4 separate regions of the Mus musculus genome follow, and regions 1, 2 and 4 are each linked to region 3. A link is a contact called in public HiChIP or PLAC-seq, Micro-C and promoter capture Hi-C data. All regions are on one chromosome and are shown on one strand. Each heading gives the region's core, a stretch centred on a gene start, on an enhancer-like site or on the middle of the called end of the contact. The rest is flanking DNA. Distances are from core to core; before and after follow the strand shown. Region 1 holds the start of Ndufa5 (NADH:ubiquinone oxidoreductase subunit A5). Region 2 holds the start of Tmem229a (transmembrane protein 229A). Region 3 holds the start of Fezf1 (Fez family zinc finger 1). Region 4 has its middle 170 kb from the start of Iqub.

Region 1 (2,700 bases), core at 37-2,536, 1.3 Mb after region 3:
ACAAACAAACAAAAATCCCAAACTAAGAAACTTCGAAGCTCTGACATCCAGTAAACAAAGTACTTAATGCAGATTATCAAGAGTGTCAAAAATGCTTCACTTGGGTCAATGTGAGGGCACAGAGGGCAAAGGTGCCTGCCAACAGCCCCGTGACCTGAAAGATCCCCAGGATCTACAAGGTGCAAGGAGAGAGCCAACTTCAGAAAGTTGTTTTCTGACGGACAAACACTGGCATGCACACAAATAAATAAACGTAAGGATATTTTCAATGCCACTTTCGGTACAATTACGAGAAATGTGAACTGACTAGCAAATTTAGCATCACTGGTAACTCCTTAAAAAAAAAAAGTTTGGGCCTCGCTTAAGTGTACTCAAGGAGTAAGAGACAGTGAGCACTGACAACGCTTTCGAGTTATGTGTGTAGACGGGAAGGAAAGAAATGGTGCAATTGCTGAAAGGGGGGATAAATCACAGTGGTTTTGTTTAGGTTTGTTTGGTCTTGGTTGTTGTTTATGTTTCCCCAATGGATACCGAAGGAGGCAACCATGAGGACGACAGGGTCAGCCAGTGTGCGAAAGGCAAGGCAGAAATGTCGGTAGGGAAAGGATGGAAAATGAAAATGCGACTCTGAAGGGAGCTGAGAATACTCCACACCACTGACGCTAAGAGAATGCCGTGAAGAAACGCGTCTTAATTAAGAGGTCACGGCGAAGGCAAAAGGAGGCATTGCAAAAAGGATGCCACGGGGTCAGCGAAGCTCAGCGCTGCCCCGGAGGCCAGAGCTCACGGGGGTCTCGTTAATCTTGCAAGGGCAAGTTCGGTCGATCACAGTCTTGCTTGAGAAGGACGACACAAAAAGTCGCACTTACCTCGTGTGGAGTGTCGCACACCGCCAACCCCACCAGGCCAGTTGTCTGTGCAGAGACAAAACAGGACCGTGATGTTTACCGTAATCCCCTGGTTAGCCGACCCTCCCGACACAACTACGCACCCTGTCGCCCCCTGCCAGGACAGCGGAACACTCCCCCAACCCCTCCTCTTAGCGTCTCTGCCCACCGATGAGGGAGACGCGGCTGCCTACGGTCCCCATTCGCAGCATCACGGTGACCTCCACACGCTCACCTTTTTCAGCAAGCCCGCCATGACAGCGTCCAGCGCCTCCAGCGCACAGCCCTCTGGGAACCTTTCCCAAGCCCGCTCAATCGAGCGTCGATGCTGCCCCTGAGTCACCTAAGAACACTCTTGGCTCCAACCGCTCGGGCTGGGTAGGGGCAGCTCCCGCCCACCTAGGAGAGGTAGATTTGCGCCTGCGCAGCTCACACAAGCGGCTCCACGCAGGGCTTTGGTGTAGTAGAGACCGACTGACGTCTCTGAGTACTAAAGGTTAAGAAAAGCGCTACGCTACGGAAAAACTTGCAACGTAGTCACTGCAGGGACTTTGATTTTGCTCAGCCTTCGACTGCTATTTTACCCGGACTTCCTCAGGTTATGGAAATGAGGGTGGAAGCAGGCCTGAGCACCATGAAGAATGCTTTCCCTCCACGTGTGTGAATGCATACTCATAAGTGGAAATTATAAAGTGGAATTAACCATCTGATGCATCCGTTTTCTCTTGAGGAGACTGATGAATGAAAGGTTATGAAGTCGTAGTCTTTGTTCCAGTGGGTGTTTATGAGGTCATAGTCCCTGTTCTCTGTCCCTCCAGATCCCAAGAACATCTGTCATTGTTGAGTGTGTTCTAGAATGTGGAATCATGGCTTTATAAAAGATGCATGTGTTCTTTGTAACTTTGGATTCAAGCGTCTGCATGGCAGTATTTGCTAAAGACATCGAGAGTAGACAGACTTGACTGATCCAGGCTATGAGGTACTACAAAACGGATTGCTTCCATGCGGTACAAAAATAAGTAGATTTCTGAACCAACCTGTTGTAGAGGGCCACACTGAATGAAAGCTTGCTAGTGGTATTCTAAGCTAGAGACAGTAGAATTCGCTATAAAGGGACACATCCCGTGGCATCTGTGATATCAGAAGGGGATCTAGGAATGCATTAACAAACATTGCAAGAATAGAATGTTCTGGGTTCGCAGGTGGTAGAAGTGCACTGTATGGCCGACCCAGAGGAGTAAATGTCCCAGTTCTAGGAAAGGCGGATTTTAGGAAAGTTTGAAAATGCCAGAGAGGAGTTTGAGGCAGGAGAACTAGAGCCAAGCTCTCGACCTACTACATCTTACAGAATTTGCTCTTCAGGCCCTCTAACCTCCAACCTGAGCTGGAGCCTGTGGTTCTGCTTCTCAGTGGTTAGAGGCTTTATCGTGAGAGGTTCCATCTTAACAAAATTAGGTAGTTAATGAAATCCAGGGTTCTGATTCAACAGAGGAAAACAAAACAACAACAAAAACAAACAAACAAACAAAACTAGGAGAAACAACTGAAAGAGAGTGTCTTGGTGCCCAGGTAATGGTGAGGACATTTGCCCGAAGGGACATAACTTATCATTCCTGGCTTGTACCAGAAGTGATAACAATGCCAAACCAGACAGTTTACACCCCTCTCCAAAACCTAACTAGGCCTGTTTGAGTCATTAAGTTAACCACTTGGAGATTTTCTCTCATACCATTTGTTCAGAAAGAGGTTCAACAAAATTAATGAGTAAAATTGTCCAGTGTGACCATTTTCAAAAGGAATGAGCAGGGCACAG
Region 2 (2,700 bases), core at 30-2,529, 1.7 Mb after region 3:
ATGGGCACCCGCTTCCACGTGCCCCAGCCACGGCTGTAGTGAAGGTGGAAGTAGAGTTTTTCCACCACGAAACTACAACTTCCGTACATGAAGAAAGACCAGAGGGATGTGTGGCCACTGCTGGCCCTGTCCCCCTGCCCCAGCACATTGAAGAAGAAGGTGAAGAAGATCTCATCCAGAAAGCCATGCATTCCGAAGAAAAGGAAGCGGAGGAGGTCGGGCAGTCCCTGGGTAGGAGATCGTTCTGTGCCCCTTGCGCCACCCGGTCCTCGTCGCTGGCCACCAGCCTCCCAAAGGATCTGGGCGTCCCGGGCTGCGGGTAGCGTGTCCCTGGTGTGCTGGTCGCGCCGCCGCGGGTACCGCAAACACAAGAAGCGCTTCAGGAACACTTGGCCGTGGTAGAGCGCGAGCACGTACTGCAGCGCCAGGTCGAGCGCCCCCAGCGCCGGCGCTGCCGCGCCCCCCGGCCCGCCGCCTAGGCTGAGCCGTAGCGCCTGGCCAGCCAGGGTCTGCAGCCCGACGTGCGCAGAGGGGTAAAGCAGGAAATTGAAGAGGAAGGCGCTGGGGCAGCGCGGCCGCTGCAGGTAGAGCTGCTCCAGGGCGAAGTGGGTGAGCGAGTGCAGGAGGCAGCGGTAGGGTGAAGAGAAACCCAGCATCCGCAGATCCAGGCTGCGGGCGAAGCGCCTGGCAGAGGATACCAGCACGTCCAGGGTGATGCCGTGCATCCCGTAGAAGTAGAGGCGCATCCAGGCGGGCAGCGCGCCGCGCTCGGCCGGAGCTTCAGCAGCGGACAGCGGCTCAGGGCAGCTGGCGGCCGCCTGGCTACGCAGTCCGCCGGTGGCCCCGGGTCTCCGGGTCGCGCCGTCCCTCGGTGATGGCCCCTCACTCGCCACATCGCTGCCCGCCATTGGCTACCCGGGCACCCGGGGCCCAGCCGCCTAGCCTCGAACCGATTCCCCGCCCCGGGGGACGAGGAGGGGCGCACGTAGCTTCGATCGGATCGGGGTCTCCCAGCGCTCGGGAGACTCGCAGGTCGCCCGGGACGCGAGGAGTCCTCGTGCCTTGGTCCTGGCCCGCCCTCTTCTCCAGTCCAGGGTGAGATGTTGCTCACCCGCGCTCGGGAATCACCCTGCGCGGCCTAAGGAGTGGCGCGGCCGGGCAAGGGGAGGCGATGCCGGGGCTGTGGGGAAGAGAGCCGAGGCTGGTGGCAGCTCCATCCCCTCCGCGGCTCAGCCCCGCCGCCTCTGCTGCAGGCTCAGGGAGCGTTACGCGAGCGGAGATCGCCCTTCCCCCGGCCCTTCCCATACCCCTCTCCGCCCGGCTCGACCTCTCCCGCCTTCCCGGGCCCCCGCCCCGCCCAGCCTCCCGCGCCGGGTCTCACAGGGGTCTGCCCCGAAAGGCGAAGAGCGCCGCCCGGGTCCCCTTTGGCCATCTCTGCAGCCCTGGGCAAGTGCTGCAGGGGGTTCCCGCTGGGTTGGTGGCAGGAGGGGAGAAGCCCCTAACAGGTGTGAAGGCTAACTGTGGGGCATTCCCGGTATCGTGGAAACCAGGGCCAGGCCTTGGCTGGCGGAGACAAATGGCCTGGTGCCACTAGCCGGAGGCCGGGCCCGGGCCCAAACTGTGGTGCTGTATATTTAATGTCCTTATGCAAAGCCAGCTGTGTCCCAGTCACAGCGTGTTAACCGGAGACTCCAAGCCTGCCTTCCTGCTCAGAGCAGCCTGCATCTGAATGCCGACCCCCTCCCCCCCCTTCCCCGCCCGGAACCCCCCTGACTGATCCTCCTTTTCAGTCTTTGCCTAGGCTAGTTTACTCAGGGCCAAGCCCAGCAGTATTTAAAAAAACAAAAAACAAAAAAACAAAAAGACTTGAGGCCAGTGTAGCTGTAGCTGAGTTGTGTCCTGGCTACAGTGGGATGGTGGGGGTAGAGGTGTCCCCTACCAAAGACAGCATGCTTGCTAAAACTGGTGCAGACTAGTGCTGTGTGTGTGTGTGTGTGTGTGTTGTGGTGTGTGTGTGGGGTGTGTGTGTGTGTGTGTGTGTGTGTGTGTGTGTGGTGTGTGTGTGTGGTGTGTGTGTGTGTGCGCGCGTGGTGTGTGTGTGTGGGTGGGGTGTGTGTGTGTGTGTGTGTGTGTGTGTGTGTGTGTGTGGTGTGTGTGTGTGTGTGTGTGTGTGTGGGGTGTGTGTGTGTGTGTGTGTGTGTGTGTGTGTGTGTGTGGTGTGTGTGTGTGTGTGTGTGTGTGTGTGTGTGCGCGCGTGTGGTGTGTGTGTGTGTGTGTGTGTGTGTGTGTGTGTGTGTGTTCTTGCAGAACTAGGTCATTTCAAATACGGAGTGTAAAGGAAAGCCGAGCTTTTTTTCTTTTCCTGTCTTTTTCTTTTTCTCCCCCATCCCCTGCTCTTTCAGGCCTTGGCCTCATTCACTCCTTAGTCCCCCTCCTGGCTTCCTGTCCCTTTTCTCTCCTCCTTCTTCCCTCTCTGTCCTCTGTCAGGTAGAGGGGATGGAGGGATATTAGAAATAAGTTATACTTTTATGCCCCTCTCCTGTTCATGTATAAGAAGAAACTAGGTAATAATTTTACTCTGTCCAGAAGTTCAAATCTTCCTTGGATAAAAAGCTTTATGAAGACATATGTTCTTTGGGAGGACATACTCTGGTAGATCTCCCATATTGAAGCAACCGCGTTCCTGTCTATTTTCTTACT
Region 3 (2,700 bases), core at 37-2,536:
GCTCCTGTGTGTACCGGCATGTGACGGGTTAAGTTATAGTGCGCATTAAAGACCTTAAAAATTAAACACAAAGGAAAACAGGTTAACGGAAGCACAGATTGGATCCAAAGTGATAAAAAGGAGGGAGGGGGCAAAACAAGTTTATACTTCCACTCCCCAAATACTAAAACAGAAGCGAGGGATGGAGAGAGGAAGGAAGAAAGGAAGGAAGGAAGGAAGGAAGGAAGGAAGGAAGGAAGGAAGGAAGGAAGGAAGGAAGGAAGGAAGGAAGAAGGAACTCCTGGCATAAGACTTGCCTTGCCGCAGACTTCACAAGTGAAAACTTTGGGCTTGGCATTTGGAGAGCCGCGGCTGAAATCCGAGGTTTTGAAAGCGATTTTTTCCGACAAAAGTTGGGCGCTTTCTTTCATGTAATGCTGCAGCTGAGCCTGGGACAGGTCTTTGAAAGCTACTCCCGAAGGGAGTTTCTCCACTGCCGGTACAACCAGTTTATTCCTTTCGGCTAAATACGTTTTGGGCTGTGGGTGCAAAGGGGAACTGAGAAAGTAGGAGGCCACCGGGTGGATGTTCACGCTCGCAGCCGGGTGGCACGGGCCGTCACCTCGGTTCAGGTAGCACAGGGCACCCATGGCGTGAAACGAAGAGTGGTTGACCACACGCGGCCTTACCAGCTTGTACTGCTGTAGTGGCAATGCGTCGCGGGCCAGGTCGCCCTTAAGACTTAGCGCGCAGTTGAGCAGGTCGCTGCAGCTGAACGCCGGCGCAGAGGGCGCCACCGCGGGCGGCGCCGGAACCTCCAAACTCGCCTTGCGGGGCTCTGAGCCATTCACTCCCGCTTTGGAGTTCGTGTCGTACGCCACGGGGACGAAAGGGATCATGCAGGGGATCGACGAGTTGAGATGCAGAGAGTGCTTGGGGTCCCCTTTGGGCACGGCTCCCTGCAGGAAGTGGGGGACCGGCAGGGCCTTAGGCTCAGGGGTGCGCGCCATGATTCGTTCGATGGAGAAAGCCAAGGGTTTAGATGTGCTCATCACGTTGCCCCGAGCTGGAGCAGTCGCTAGCATTTTGGTGGTCGCGTTGAGGCAGCTACTGTCCATGACTGAGTCGCCAGCGTCGGTCAGCCGGGGTTGAGTCGCGGGATCGTTGCCTTGTCCCCTGCTTGTCACAGACCTGCGGAGAGGACAGGCACCGTCACCACCAGCAGCCTCCTCCTCCTCCTCCCCAGCATCACCAGCCGAACCTGCCTGCCCAGCCCAATGGACTCCTGCCAGCCCATCGCAGAGTTCTTGGCGCACCAATGACTCGGGGACAATCACTACTTATTTCTATCAATAGAAAGTGTTGTGTCAATAACGCAGCCAAGATCTCGCCAATCGTTAACTTCCAAGAGGAGAAGGTAAACTAGATAATTGCTCAATTCGCTTCCAACAGTCAACAGGAAAACTTTTTTTCTCTCTGCAGTCGGTGACTACTTTTCATTGGTGAGAGAGCTTCCCCCGCCCAGAAGAGGCGGGGGCGCTCTCTGCAACGCGCAGAGCCCTCCCCGACGCGCAAGCACTCGCCCGCACACACTTCTCTACCCTTCAGCTGCCCCTCCCCCTAGCTTCCTCTGTCTTTTTAATTCTCAATCTGCTTAACCAGGCTTTAGAGGCCAAGCAAATCTGAGATCAATTTTCTCGTTTAGCTCTAAGTGACATCATCTAAAATCATTGTGCTAGGGCTAAATAAGGAAACAGAGTCTAATTCAGGGGCAAATGCCAGGCTATATTTATCAAACGCCAGGCTCTAGAAAGCCTTGACCAGGAAACCTCTGACGGCAAAATCCGAGGTTTCTGTGCTTGGCTTGCCTGAGCTCAGTTCGGGCCACGATGCCTCCTCCTACGCAGCCCACTTTCATCCTCCGGGACTCGAGGGGGTCTGGGGGGTGAGGTCGGGAGGTGGTGCTCATTCCCTGAATCAAGGAGTCGCTGCAGCTCGAGCCGCGTCTGGACCGTTTGGAAGACACCAGCAGGTAACTGGCCTCCCAAAATGCCCTTGAGATGTAAAGGCCTTGGGAGGCTTGTTATGCGTTTGTGGTTTTGTCAAAGCGATGCCCATGGCAATAGGCCTGGGAAAGACGCACCAGCACCACAAAGTTGAGTTGCAAAGAATAAGAGGGAGCCACACGGCCAGAGACCTAGACGCGGATTGAACTCACACAAACACACGCGTGAGCGCGCTTCCTTGAGTTTCCAGAGAGAACCCCGAAAGGGCATTTCTCCAAAGAACTTGCGCCCACTGCTCTTCCAGAGCAGAGGGTTTTAAACGTGGAGCGGAGAAGGGGAATACAATCTGTCGATCCCTACCCTGGCTGCCAGCGTCTGCGTGCGGCTCATCAGTGCACGCGATACCCCGCGTGTCTGTGCGCGCAGACGAACAAAGTGTGGTGGTCACGGACCATTTCTGCCCCCCCCCCCCGAGCGTTTGGAGACCCTAAGCGTCCCCTACCCCCCCCCACCCTCCCCCGCGCGCCCAGCGCCCTCCTGGTGTGACGCCTGGGGCCCAAATTCGCTAGCTGGGCGAGCTTTCCATGAAAAGGCCGGACGCTGAGGCTCCCATTGCGCGGGTCCCCGCGGCTCCCGCCCGAGTAGCGGCGCGCGCCTTCCCCGGAGAGGTCAACCGGGAGCCTTCGGTCGCCGAGAGCAGAACCCCAGGCACGCT
Region 4 (2,700 bases), core at 123-2,622, 1.1 Mb after region 3:
CCTTCACTAAAGCTTCACTTTTCCCATCCTGTGAGTCTCTCAGATATGCTACCAAGAACTGTAGTCTTCATATCTAGAAACAAAGGTGGCCATCTTCCTTTCCATTCAAACTTACCTGGCACACATCTGCATCACAAGGACATGTGTTATAGGGAGACTCAAAGAAATAGAATATTCTTCTGTGTTTGATGAGAACGCAAGAGTTGGTGAAAGAAAGAAAGAAAGAAAGAAAGAAAGAAAGAAAGAAAGAAAGAAAGAGAGAGAGGAAGAGAGAGAGAGGGAGGGAGGGAGGGAGGGAGGGAGGGAGGGAGAGAGAGAGAGAGAGAGAGAGAGAGAGAAAGAAAGAAAGAAAGAAAGAAAGAAAGAAAGAAAGAAAGACAGGCAGACAGAGAGGGAGGGAGGGAGGGAGGGAGAGAGAGAGAGAAAGAAAGAAAGAAAGAAAGAAAGAAAGAAAGAAAGAAAGAAAGAAAGAAAGAAAGGAAGGAAGAAAGGAAGGAAGGAAGAAAGGAAGGAAGGAAGGAAGTCTTCTAAGCTAATGACGAAACAAATAACAAAAGTAAAATCCAATGTGCATTTCAGACAACCACAGGGCAAAGTTGGAAGAGAGTGTTTTGAGCAAGAGCACTTTTAGAGGTCCTGTGTGAAACCACAAAAATGGGAGTCAATTTCATATGTGGGCATAACAGTGGCTCCATTCTTTATTCTGGGATCCTGCCAGGTCCAACTTGACCTTGACAGGGTTGGAATGAGGAGATTCCTGCCCCTAGGACAGGGCCAACAGGCAAGGGTTTCCATGAGGGTCAATGGCTGCTGTGGGCATAAGGCTTGTTTGTATAATAATGTACATATTTTATGTTCCCCCTCTGAGGAATGTCCTCCCTGTTCATGTTAATGAATCCATGATAATCAGAGACAATGTGAGTCTGGAAGGCTAAGGTGTGGTTTACATCTTAGCCACACCGGAACCTTCAGGACAGCTGTGAGGGGGGAAAAACTCTGAAAACATGAGTTCAAGTATAATTTCGCAACTATGCAAAACTAAGGATGCAATATGAATTATAGAGGGGGGTTCATGAATCTAAAGGAACAAAAGCAGCTGTGCTTTTGTGAGCCAACTGGTCCAGAGAGATACTAAGGAAGGAGACTGGAGGATTTTGGGAGTAGTGATTACAGGAGATTACACCCAGCTAAATTTTTTGTTTAAGCCAACAAAGGCAGACTCAGATTCCTGAGTCAAGGTTAGCCTAGGACAGAGGCTAATTTAGGTCCAGGCACAGGTGTGATAGAAATGGTAATTTCAGGGCTGGGTCCCACCCAGGTAGTTATTTATAATCTGTGCTTAACAAAGGCAGGCAGAACTTTGCAGAGAGATCTGGGGAGACAGGAGGCAGGACTAGCAAGTCTAGCACTCTAATCCACACACTCCTGGAACTCCCTCCTGCCTTGGCCTTACAGCTGGAAGCAGAAGAACCCTCAGGTTCAGCATTATTTTTGTTTTGTTTTGTTTTGTTTTATTTTGTTTTTTGTTTTTTGTTTTTGTTTTTTTTTCGAGACAGGGTTTCTCTGTATAGCCCTGGCTGTCCTGGAACTCACTCTGTAGACCAGGCTGGTCTCGAACTCAGAAATCTGCCTGCCTCTGCCTCCCAAGTGTTGGGATTAAAGGCATGCGCCACCACGCCCGGCTCAGCATTATTTTTAATTAGCATAATTTTACCAAGCCTTGAGGACGAAGAACGCAAGAGCCTGTTGTGGAGACGCTTACCCGGAATCCCAGCTTTCAGGCTTCTGGATCAACATCGAGCCTATCTCTACGGCAAAACGGGTAGGCCAGTTTAGACTGGAGCCACTTCAAACTTGTCCTAGACCAAGAGGAATATTCACCACAGATATGGCTATGAATGTGCCATCAAATAGCCTTGTTAGATCAGGGCAGCCGGTATCACTAATACCCCAGGTTAAACCTGGAGAAAAGCAAAACTACAACCCCCGATTTTTGGCACATGAAGTTCCGAGGTTTCAGTCTCTTAGAAGGGTCCGACCCGATCCAGGATCTCAGGAGAATCTCTGAGCTGAGGCCAGACCTGAACAGCAAGGAGGAGATTCTGGATCAGTTGGTGTTGGAGCAGTTCGTATCTACATGCCACCAGAGCTGCAGGCCTTAGTGAAGGAGAGAGGAGTGAAGAGCTGCAAAGACCTGGAAAAGATGCTGAGGGACAGGAAACTGCACAAGTGGTCCATAATCTACTCCCAAGGACAGGCATACCTCCTTCCGGATGCCGGTGTTGGGAAGGCTGAAGCCACGGAGGATAAATGGGATCATGTGGATTTGTCCCAAGAACACCTGTCCTATCAGAGCAAGGAGTCTCTCAACAGAGGCCAGGCCAGCCCGGAGCTGCAGAACCTCTCAGAGACTGAAGGGCCATCCATCAGCCAGGAAGAGAACATTTCCTGGGAATGATTCCTGAGAGGAGACGGCCAGATTACCAAAGTATTGGGCAGAGCCTGGGGAGTGACTCAATTACTGACTGGGAAGAGGCGGAAGTGTCTGTGTTTGTGGGTCAGGACCCTCAGTCAATACAGGGTCCTGCTGGTTCTCTCAGAGTAAATGGGGTGCCACGCTGCCCCAAGAAGACACTAATGTGGATGCTGTACCATCATTCAACCAAATTCTGGAAAGAGAGTTAGCCATGAATAGGAATC

What was found. Promoter capture Hi-C pulls out the DNA fragments that hold promoters and counts their contacts. Hi-C and Micro-C count contacts between places; a contact is called where the count stands out from the background. HiChIP or PLAC-seq counts read pairs in DNA pulled down with a chosen protein or histone mark.
Region 1: an H3K4me3 HiChIP or PLAC-seq map of embryonic forebrain shows a contact between it and region 3, with 5 times the contacts expected there. The contact joins the promoter of Ndufa5 here to the promoter of Fezf1 in region 3. A contact is called at or near these places in 4 of 39 promoter capture datasets (cranial neural crest, liver, neural stem cells and 1 more), 2 of 115 datasets of contacts at active chromatin or transcription factors (embryonic forebrain and forebrain) and 1 of 9 other capture datasets (embryonic stem cells).
Region 2: a contact with region 3 is called in a Micro-C map of embryonic stem cells, with 6 times the contacts expected there. The contact joins the promoter of Tmem229a here to the promoter of Fezf1 in region 3. A contact is called at or near these places in 2 of 39 promoter capture datasets (embryonic stem cells and liver), 3 of 484 Hi-C or Micro-C datasets (all in embryonic stem cells) and 1 of 115 datasets of contacts at active chromatin or transcription factors (astrocytes).
Region 4: a promoter capture Hi-C map of embryonic stem cells shows a contact between it and region 3, with 2.7 times the contacts expected there. The contact joins the enhancer-like site here to the promoter of Fezf1 in region 3. A contact is called at or near these places in 5 of 39 promoter capture datasets (embryonic stem cells, hippocampal neurons, liver and 2 more) and 2 of 115 datasets of contacts at active chromatin or transcription factors (embryonic stem cells and stem cell-derived neural progenitor cells).

What each region holds. Positions count from the first base shown.
Region 1 is chr6:24,526,404-24,529,103 of GRCm38.p6, forward strand. It overlaps Ndufa5 (NADH:ubiquinone oxidoreductase subunit A5), which reads right to left and starts at 1,287. Exons shown (of 5, transcript NM_026614.3): 1 at 1,123-1,287; 2 at 870-914. The coding sequence starts at 1,143. Asb15 (ankyrin repeat and SOCS box-containing 15) reads left to right here and starts at 1,741. Exons shown (of 10, transcript NM_080847.3): 1 at 1,741-1,866.
Region 2 is chr6:24,954,846-24,957,545 of GRCm38.p6, forward strand. Tmem229a (transmembrane protein 229A) reads right to left here and starts at 1,280. Exons shown (of 1, transcript NM_177013.3): 1 at 1-1,280. The coding sequence starts at 908.
Region 3 is chr6:23,246,978-23,249,677 of GRCm38.p6, forward strand. Fezf1 (Fez family zinc finger 1) reads right to left here and starts at 1,287. Exons shown (of 4, transcript NM_028462.1): 1 at 297-1,287; 2 at 1-53. The coding sequence starts at 1,097.
Region 4 is chr6:24,341,364-24,344,063 of GRCm38.p6, forward strand. It overlaps the pseudogene Gm3136. Among named protein-coding and RNA genes, the nearest start is that of Iqub, 170 kb to the right of the region's middle. Within about 2 kb of position 1,373, at least 8 of the 459 cell types and tissues checked have an H3K27ac peak or open chromatin away from gene starts, as enhancers often do. A contact at or near this core is called in embryonic stem cells, where this site is marked.